Linked DNA regions of Gossypium arboreum: region 1 is linked to region 2. The links are chromatin contacts, called in public Hi-C maps. All regions are on one chromosome and are shown on one strand. The core of a region is the stretch at or near the end of the contact, and the rest is flanking DNA. Distances in the headings are between cores, read along the strand shown.

What was found. A called contact is a pair of places that touch in the nucleus more often than the background predicts.
Region 1: a Hi-C map of leaf shows a contact between it and region 2, with 4 times the contacts expected there. The contact joins the promoter of LOC108481691 here to the promoter of LOC108482787 in region 2. A contact is called at or near these places in 2 of 5 Hi-C or Micro-C datasets (both in leaf).

The regions. Positions count from the first base shown.
Region 1 is chr7:68,326,500-68,331,764 of ASM2569848v2, reverse strand. It overlaps LOC108481691 (zinc finger protein ZAT9-like), which reads right to left and starts at 1,324. Exons shown (of 1, transcript XM_017784791.2): 1 at 1-1,324. The coding sequence starts at 1,000.
Region 2 is chr7:67,768,746-67,774,183 of ASM2569848v2, reverse strand. It overlaps LOC108482787, which reads left to right and starts at 1,844. Exons shown (of 2, transcript XM_017785898.2): 1 at 1,844-2,172; 2 at 2,476-2,956. The coding sequence starts at 2,075. The coding sequence ends at 2,758.

The DNA.
Region 1 (5,265 bases), core at 75-2,574, 560 kb before region 2:
ACTTTTTGGAACTTCTAACAGGGGTTTCAGTTGTCGCTACCACATGAGATCTTTTATGTCCACCAAGAGCTTGTCCAGACGAGAAGACTCTAAAACAAACAGGGCATTCGTGGATTTTCTTGTCGGTCATTGAACTAGGTCCAGTACCCACATTTTCCGGCTCCAACTCTGTATTATGAGTTGCCGGTGGTGAGTAAGCTTTCATCTTTTTGTGACTCGCTCTGTGCCCACCCAGTGCTTGGTACGATTTAAAAACCTTGTTACACGTTTCACACTTGTACTTACCTCGGGTCGCTCTATTCACCTTGCTTAATTTGAAGTACTCTTGTAATTCATAACTTTGTTCCGTGGACTTTTCTATTTCTGTGCCTTCTTCATCATCCAGATGGAGTACTTTGCTTTTCCATTGGTCCCTTGAAAGCATCATAAGACAGAAAGCGACATCTTCTTCAGTTGTTGCGTCGGAGATCGAACTCACCGGTTCAGGCTCAGCCCAAGGCTCGGTCTTGCTCACTTGGTTGTTGTTGTTGTTGCTGCTGCTGTTGTTAACTTTAAGCTTCTTTCTTTCTTCTTGTTGTTCCTGTCTTTGTTGCTGATGATTTTCTAGTATTCTCCGAGTCTGTTTAGATCGTCTTCGAGTTGGGTTCTTAGAGGACTCCGTCTCACTTTCCCTGTCTTGAAGAACAACCGAGCCAGCATCAATAAACTCAGGATCTACCAACCGAACACTTCTCTTTGGATTCTCTCGAAGCCCATAAAACTGCCCTTTTTCCTCCCCTTCTTCTTCTTCTTCCGATGAAGACGACGAATAAGATGCCGAAGCCGACTCTGACTCTGACTCTTGGCTGAGTTGATTCGTTGGTCGTGGTAATCCCAATCGTTCTTGTTCTGCAAGTTTGGGAGGAATTGGAAGATTCAACATATGAGACCTCATATGACCACCCAAAGCTCTTCCATTTGCAAAGCTTTTGAAACACAACTTACACTTATGTTTCTCCATTGCCCAGAAAAAAAGGAGAAGTGGGATAAACAGAGGAAACACAGTTCTAGAGGTCTGTGTATGTCTGAAAGTGTGTGAATTCTGGGCTGTGTCTTTCCCTTGTGAGAGAAAATTTTAAAGGGACTGAAAAACTAAAAAAAGAGTAGGTGACAAGCATTCCTCCACCAAGAGATACATACAAAGATGCAACAAAAATTTCAAAAATATTTACTAAGATTAAAAATAACAAAATGGGTTATTAGTTTTTGGGTCTCTTAAAACGGCAAAGTATGAATAAATAAAGATTTAATAAAAGCGTATGCATGAAGGAAGAAAGAGCGACATGTAACATGCGAGACTTGCCCGTTTCTGTATTTATTCCCTAATCTAAACTTCCTAAATTGCCCTTTTTTACCACTCGCCAAAACAAATTGGATTTTTGTCATAGCAGAAAATGCTCTAATTTTGCAAAATTAAAAGAACCAGTGGTTTGGTTTGTTGTAACCACGAAGCATAATATGAAAAACCACAAAGTGTCTCCCCTACCAAACAAAAATGAGCATAGGTTAAAATCACTAAGCTGTGACGTAAAACAGAAGTGGGAATTAAAATCTTCTAACACCTTTGTCCACGTGTCAACACCAACTTAATTTAGTTTTTACAGCAATTAAAATGGGGAGCATCAGTTAACTGACACTGTTGCTTGGCGGCAGAACCGATTTTGGTTTTTACCAAAATAGGAATATTCAGTATAATGTCAACTTTGTTTTCCTTTAATTATGGATCTTCTTTTAATTAAAATTTTGGTTGAAACTGGATGGAAATTAGAAATGGAGGGTGGGGGAAACTAACCTCCCATCCCATCGAGGAAGGAGTTTTCTATGGAAATTGGAGGAAGAGTAAATGCCGTTTTGTTAGGGTTCGGTAGACCCGGTCTTAGTCCATACATCAATTAACACATTAATTGTAAATTACACCCATTTATCCATGTCTTTTGTGGGGCTCACCAGAAATATAAGTATAACCCCAATGTTACTATTTAATAATGTTCAATTTCATATTGGTAAATGTCTTACATTTTTAATTTCACTTTGTATTAGATATTTGAAATGACGCTGTAACATTAGCCCAAAAGGAACTGGTTTCAAATCTTTGTGGGGCACATTAACATCGTGTCTCTGCACTCTGGTTTAGACCAATTCAAAGTGGATATAGGGACTGGAGCTGGCGTGACCCAGACCAGTAGAACATGTCGCTGGAGATGACAGACATTACAGGAGAGTGCCGTGAGCATTAAACTACTCTTTTGATCGGCCACCCCTTTATCTCTTCGTCGTATGGGTTTTTGGCCTAACAGGAAGATGGGGTGAAATGATCGCACAACAGGGCCGACTCCCCCCTCCTTTTTTTTTTTCTTTTTGTTGTATTAACAGGCAGTAGCTTCAACCTTGTACATGCTCCATTGCATGGCTTGAGTGTATCAATATGACACATCACATTCATCGATCGACCATCTGCTGACCCATCAACATCTCACAACTGCTATCTCCCATTTCGTGATATTACTAAGATCAATTCTTGATCTGATAATCATTGGCATTTTAATAATTCCAATCAACAGTCAGGAGTGGTATGAAACAAGGTCCAAATATATATTATTATAGGTGGACTCCAAAATTGAAATTCAACCTTGGTAATTTAGGGTTAAAAACTTATAATCTCACAAAGCAACTGCAAATGCGAAAAATAATAATAAAAAAGAAAGTATAGTTAGTTTGGTAGAAAAAGTATAGGTTGAAGTACGGTAGTGCTGATTCAACTTCTTTCACTGACTCCATTTCAAGCAATAAATAAATATATTTGCAAATGAGTAAAGATGATCATATATTTATTAATTTTTTGGTACATATTAACAATAGTATAGTTTAAATCTTGATAATTGAGGTGTTGATAAAGGAGCTTTAACCATTGTTGCTTTATGCTGAATGGAACCATATATTTAGTATGAAGATTTATAATGTAAGCGACAGTGGTATGTCGTGGGATGTCTTCTTGGCTAGTTTTAGATTGACAATAACAAGATACTAGTGTAATCTGGTGGGTCATACTATTTGTAGCTAGGCAGTTCAAGTGCTGAGTTTTACAGATAAATATGGAGCAACTTCCATGGTTGCTCAGACAAATCGTAAAGGGATTGCGTATGTTATTGGGTTTCCGCTTGTTAAGGAAGATATGGATATGAGATCCAAAAGCTTGCATACCCAGGTTAAAGTAGCCAATTGATGAAGGGATAATTGGTTGAGGACGCCCCTTAAAATTGTCTATCAAAGCTTCCGTGTGTCATTGTTTGATTCAGGTTTAAATAAGGTTCGATCTAGCACATTGCACTACGCGCTTAATAACCTCCGCACTGATATATAATATTCAGGGAATCATAAAAAGAAATGGCTGCACTTTGGACGCTATTTCCTGCTGGTGGGGAAGTTTCGTCTCAACTGGAAAGTTTTGCAGAGGGGGAAGAAAACGAGCACAACGGAGTGTTCGTTTTAAGGCATTCCGGTGCTAGTAGAGTTTGTCACGTGAAATTATGAGTTGGAGCACTGGAACCTCTCTTTGATTTTAAAGAAAGTAAAAGGTATTTTCTATGACCACTCGAAATGCTGATTATTATTATAAAAAACAAATAATGATATTATGCTGTAACTGGTGCGTTATATTTTACTTGTCGGTGGGAAATATTGTAGTCAGCCTCGCATGGCGTAAACACCTTTTAACAAATAGCTAGGTTCACTAATTATCACTCGTCGCGCATTTGTCGTCGGTTAAGTCTTAAACCAGGGGCCACAGCCCAACTCCAACCGCGTTCCTCGTTTTTTTTTTGCCCCAAATAGGATCACCATTACATGGAAATTTCATCTAAATCATTACTCTCGTCTTGGTCTAATAAAATACGTAGTGTTTTTATTTATATATGAAAATCTTTTTAGTCGTTGTGTAATACATATAATGATATGTTATTTATGACTTTGATACTATGGATGATGATTTATTAATTTAGTGACTTACAATCATGAAAACAATGGCCAGAGGCTTGGAATTAATTAATTCCTATGGTAGACATTGTTACATTATATATCTCCAAGATGTAATTGATTTACTGTGTGTTATCTTCCATGAGTTGAATGTAAATTAATAATCTATAATTCTGAAGACTAATCAACCCACATTGGAAGCAAAACCACACAAATAATTTTCTAATTGCATTTGCTTGCTAGTTGTACGTAGTTGATGAAGTAGGCAAATTCCAAAGTCAAAGAGGTAATGGAAGGGCACTTTTGGTAGGAAGAGTCCACTTGAAGCTATATATGATGGAGACTATTTAAACTTTTCCATTGCATTAATTTGTCTACAAAGAATCGTTGACTTCCTTCCATCTACAACATGATTCTGGGTTTTTAGTGTAGCATAGGAAAAACAAGTTCTAACTTAAACACACAATATGATTCCCTATTCATTTTTAGCAACCTTATATTGAATAAAATCTAAAAATTATATTATAAACTAAAGCATGTGTTTGAAAATATTTTAAACTATTAATATAGAATTTGTTATTGGTTTAAAGGTATAGAAAATCCTTAGAAAAATAAATCAGTTAAACCCTCAAATTAATTGTCACTCAATTTAATTATGACTATTAAATTCAACTTATTTCGGCTTCGTCTTTGATAATATTAGTCGCTAAAATTAATTAATGGACTATTTAGATGATGGCAGCACATAGTGAGTCCAGATTTAATCTTTTATTTTCTAATAAAAACCATAAAAATTGTAAAATATATATATATATAAAAGATATTAAAATTATATTAACATATAGAAACTTATAAATATTATTAAAAGTATAAAAACTATTACATTTTAAACTAAAATATTAAATATATATAAATTATAAAAATTGTGAAAAGTTATAAAAAAAATATTTACATAGACCTTCATTATGTAAGTAAAACCCTCATTCTCGATCCTGCACAAGCTTAAAGCAAAACCCACGAAATACCTAAACCCTTCGAGAGTCTACAATGTTCATTCATGGAAGAAGTTATCGGCAATGTCGTTAATTTCGATGACTCTTTTCCTTCAAGATGAGATATGGTGCCAAATGGTTGTTGGGGCAGCTTTACAATGGGTTCAAGCTGCTGATGGACAGAAAAATAGGGGTGATAACATTCAAGAGCTTGAAGACGAAGAACCTGATGTTGGGGCTGAGGGATATGGAAGATGATGAG
Region 2 (5,438 bases), core at 595-3,094:
TGTCGGAACAACCAAAATCACCTACGAATTGCCTATCGATGGAACTTGATGCCATACCTTTATAAGTTTTCTCGATGCAAAATATCGATTGACTAAAGTTGAAATCAAATCCACTAACTAAGTGTCATGCTAGGTCTAGTATTTTGGGTTACCGCCAAAGCCTAACTGCTAGATGTTCTGTTTATTACGATTGAAATCTAAGGCTGAAACCGATGAGTGTCTTCCCATTGATGATTCCAGGATATTATAATAGGAACTTTCTAACAAAGTCGTGAACCCAACACACAATTGTGTCATTAGACTTTCAGCTTGCTCTTCCATTCTAGCCTCTCGAATTGGAACATATGTCGACCTCTGACCGCCTTCATCTGTGTTTGCAAACTCCACATATAACTAGAGTATTGGTGATTTATTAGCAATATGCATTTGGACCATCACTTCCATCCCCTTTGCACCTTTGATATTGAAATCCTTATATTTGATGGGGTCAACAGAAACACAGAATCGATATTTCAATAACGATACTCTCATTTAGGTGGATTTGATGATTTTTCATCTAATTCATGCACGGAGCTCTAGCAATTGTATGTTCGAGTTGAAAGCCAATCGCGTTGTGTTCTCCAATGAAAAAATAACCCTAATGTCGGTGTCACGAACTTCATTGTCGTAATAAACAAAAACATTAATTTGTTCACTCATTTCAACGAAATAACCTATTTCGCATGTTGGAAACAAAAACATTATGCAGAAAAATAGAGTTGTAATTATATATGAACAACAAAAATCGAACCTTACTTGATGTAATTACGTGTTTGCTCGAAATTATGCCTTACGAATGTCTTGCGAACTTCCTCTTCGTGCAATTCAGTATGCTTGAAATTGACTTATGACACTGATGTTGAAAATGATCCATTTATACAACAGGGGGTGAGTGGCAAAATGATTTAGAAAATATTATATCGGGATGTTTAACGGATGAGTGGGAACTTTGCAGCAGTTGAAATCGGGAGAGTGAAAACACTCTCTACAGGGCGCTTTTCAGTATCATGGCAAAAAAATGCACTGAAAGCACGCCCAGCTGAAAGCGCTTTCAGTGCCATGTCAGCTACAATAGTTGAAATCAATTTCATATTATTTTTAAATATTTTAAAAAATAAAATTAAAAAATTATTTTTAATATAATATTTGATTTGGTTAAAAAAATCAAATTATTCATTAGAGATTCTTTTCAAAAAATGATTCAAGCTCATTCAAAAGAAAAGTCATATTTTAGAAAAAAAAAGGTTTTTTTTATGTTGATTAATTAATCATTTTCCGTAAAACAAATATAAAAAGGATAAAAACATTTTTTTGTAAGTTTTTATATGAATCAAACATTACCCAAGTTTACAACAGAAATCAATTATGTATTTGATACTTGGGCAATTCTTTAATCTTACTTAAAAATAATCATGAATGTTTTGTTTTAAAAATAAAGAAATGAAGTTTTGAGGTATATAGCGCGATGACAAACATGTTTCTTAATATAAATGGGAAGGAGAGGAGCGTGGGGTAGCGTAGGAGCTCATAAGTTGCCAATAGTAAATGGCAAAGGAACAAGAACCAGAAAAAGTTAAATTAATTAATTAATTAATTAATATAAATGGAAAGAAGACAAAAGATGAAAAAAAAAAAAAGGTAAAAAGAAATCCTCAAAGGACATAAATGTCATTTTCTTGCACATAAATTTTAAGGTTCACATCTTTCTCTCCCTCTCTCTCTTTCTCTAACTGAAAACGACTGCAAGCAACCTGTGGTCTACCTATGAAGATATATAAATTAATCAATTTCTTTTTGGTACATAAATGGTTAAAAAATTAATGTATGGGATTTCATACACCGACTCTGAATTCTGAAACCATTCTCTTTCTTTATATAGATATATAGTATGGCTCTCTTGTAGTTATCTTCATCACCCCACCTCCGGCCCCTTTCTCGCGCTCTTTTCTTTTTTCTTTCTTTTTCAAGCCATCTTCTTCTACCTCTTCTTATTCTCTTGTTTTTCAGCATATATAATTCAACTCCTCCTTCAGTAATGGTGGATCTTCAAACTGTCTGCTGCATGTGCGGCGACGTTGGTTTTCCTGACAAACTCTTCCGCTGTAACAAGTGCCACCACCGCTTTCAACACTCGTATGTATTATTCTCTCTTTCCATCATCTTCATCATCATCATCATCACTGGGCTTGAAAGCTACCCCTAACTGAATTATCTTACCAAGTAGATAACTGGATGCCCACCACATCTCCCCCAAGCACCACCAACCAACATGGTTTCGTAAAACCCCAACTCAACATCCTAAGCTATCATCATCTTATTATAGATAAACCATATTTCATGTTTTTTAATACCCAATTTTTTTATATAAAAAAACAAAGAAAAATCTTTTAAGTTTCTCTTATTTTATGGCTCGAAACGACTTGTTTATCCTTGCAGGTATTGCAGCAACTATTACAGCGAGTTGGCAGAGCCAATTGGACTGTGTGATTGGTGCCAAAGCGAAGAAAGAAACTCAAGGCATGGAAGCTCTTCAAAGAAATCATCAGGTGGAAACGGAAGTGGAATAATCGTAAACCGATCCGAGTATTCGGGTGACAAGATCAAGCAACACGATCGAGACGAGAGTAGTGGTGGTGATCACAAAGGAAAGAGCAGCGGCACTCCTTCTCCCAGGCCTACCACACGCAGGTACAAGCTTCTCAAGGATGTCATGTGTTGAGAAAAAAGAACCTCTCTTCCACCCCCAAAAGAAAGAGTAAAGAAAACCAACTTTTTTGGTGTGTTGATAGTAGCAAAATGTTTATAAGGTGTGTTTTCTTTTGAGGTTATGGATGCATTTTGTTGACAGTATGGTTTTCAGTTTCACTTTTTCCCTGTAAATTGTTAATAAAATAATGTACAACTTTTTTTTATCAAATTGGATCGGTGGCACAAGTTTTTAAGCTTTTTTCTGTTCCTTCCCCCGTTTGTCCTAGTGTTAGATTTGGAAAATTAGAAACAGGTTGCCTGCATGAAAAATGTTGGATATCACCTAATTAAAAATGTCCCAGGAAGTCACTCTAATATAACAAATTACATGAGCCTTGTTTGGATAAGCATGGGGGAGTTTAGGGTGACTATTATTTATGTGGACGCTAGGGTTTGTTTGGTGACCACGAAAGGGTGAGTGGGGGAGTAGCACGTCCATTTCCTTTCACTTTGTTGAATCTCTTAAGGAGAATTCAATGCACTTAATTTGTTTTGTCTTTTAGACCAAAGAAAATTCATGGCACCTAAAGCTGCAAACTTTTATGGATTCATTCAAGGCCTTTAATTGCGAGGCCCTCCCATGATTAGTTTTTAGAAGAAAAAGACAAGATGAGAATTGCCTGCAAAATGGGTCATTTTATATATTATAAAAATGTCAAACACGACCTTCCGTGAAGAAAATAAAAAAGCATGGTAAATGTTTTAACATTGAGGTTGAAGTAGAGTATAGGAGAGGACAGATTGGCCAAGCCATTCATTTAAGTCATTAGCTGTACATATATATTTTACATGCTTGCTCTGTAAAATATCTCCGAAGTACACACAAACTCATAAAGTCTCTCAGCCACTGTGTCTGTCTGCCCATTTATGACAAACCAACAAACCCTTTTTATTTTTTCCCCTTTTTCATTGGGGCTGTGAAGTGACAATGAAGCTGAATCCATAGACGACGTCCTCCCTTCTTCTTCTTCTTCTTCTTCTTCTTCTTCTTCTTCTTCTTCTTCTTCTAGTTATTCAACTTTTTGGTCTGACCACTTTCATGTGAAGCTGATTCGAAGAAGTGAGCATAAATAAAAACAATGATGTCCCAATTTCCTATCTGTCCAAACTCCCTTTTTCTTTCCAAAATCCAAACAATCATCAACTTCATCACATGGTAGTTGCCTCTCCAACACCTTCCATTATCCAACCTACAAGCAACTCATCTTTGCGGATTAACATGCAACCAATAGAATATGTAGTTATCTTTCTGGGCATCTTAAAAACAACATATTTTCCTTCTTTTTAAGTGCAAGATTGATCTTACAAATATTGCATGTGAGAACTTATATTAATTAAATCCATCTTTTCTTAGGATGTGTTCTATACAAGACATAAAATAAATATATCTAGGTGGAGTTAGATGATCTATTTTTGCCATGTGGACCTAAAATTTTCTTTATAAACTCATTGCGCATTATATATGCTTTACATCCAGATTTAATAACAGCAATGGTATTTGAATTTAATGGCACATGTTTTCACAAAATAAAATTAATATATATATCACAAAATTCGATATTAAAATAATTTTATACCACATGTAATTTATAATTTGAACTTATGAGAAATGTGAGATTACAACTTAAAATTTATAATTAATAAAACATAATTATAAACAAAGTTTTACCACTAATTTTTAAATTATAACAAGACAATAAAAATAAAAATAATCAATTATAATGTAGAAGTAGTTTTCTAAAAGGGATTACAGTCCAAGTGAAGAGTTTTTTATGCAAAATCTAAATACATCTTTAAACAAATGTTACTTATTTTATTTAAAAAAATATGTTTATTGTTTTTTTATAAATTGGTATCAAATGAATATTTAAAAGAACTTTAACCACTACTTTATATAAATATAAAATGCAAAGTAGTGTCTATTAACATAAAAAATATTTTATTAAACACTATCCACATTTTAGTATAAAAATAAAAATAATATAATTTTAAAAATTTTAAAATAGATGGTGAAAAGAAAATGAAAAAGTTTGTGGGGGTGGACTTTTTGTAAGAAAATTTGTAATCACAAACAATAGACGTGGATAAATGGAAAAATGGACACCTGGATGGCATTAACATCGAAATTGTCCACCCAGTATCAAACTTTTTAAACGCAGATTGGTGAATTTGATACTAAAACACAACATGACATGTTGATGTTGGTCAATTCTCTGTTGGCTTTAATAAACTAATAATATAGTTGTACAGCTTAGATAACACATGAGGTTTTAGGATTATCATACAACTCTTGCTTTTGGAATACAAGCTGTTTTGTTAACTAATGTTTTATATTTTAAGTTGTTAAAAGGAAGGTGATTGGGGAAGGGATTAGCTTATGAATGGCTCAATCACAAAAAGAGTTGAAATGGGGTAATCCCGATAAGGGCATCACTACCCCTGCTTTAAATCAATATATAATCTGTTAGACAACGTGGATTTAGAATTGAGTTTTGGTTCTACGCTTATATTTCTTTAATATAGATATTGTTGTGAATCACTAATATTTAATTTCATAGTTTCAAATTGGCGCAATGAATGCCTTTGTCCAATCAAAAAATGCTTTTTTCCTCCATCCAAAGGAGCCGCCGTCCTCCAAGAAGCAAGGCCGC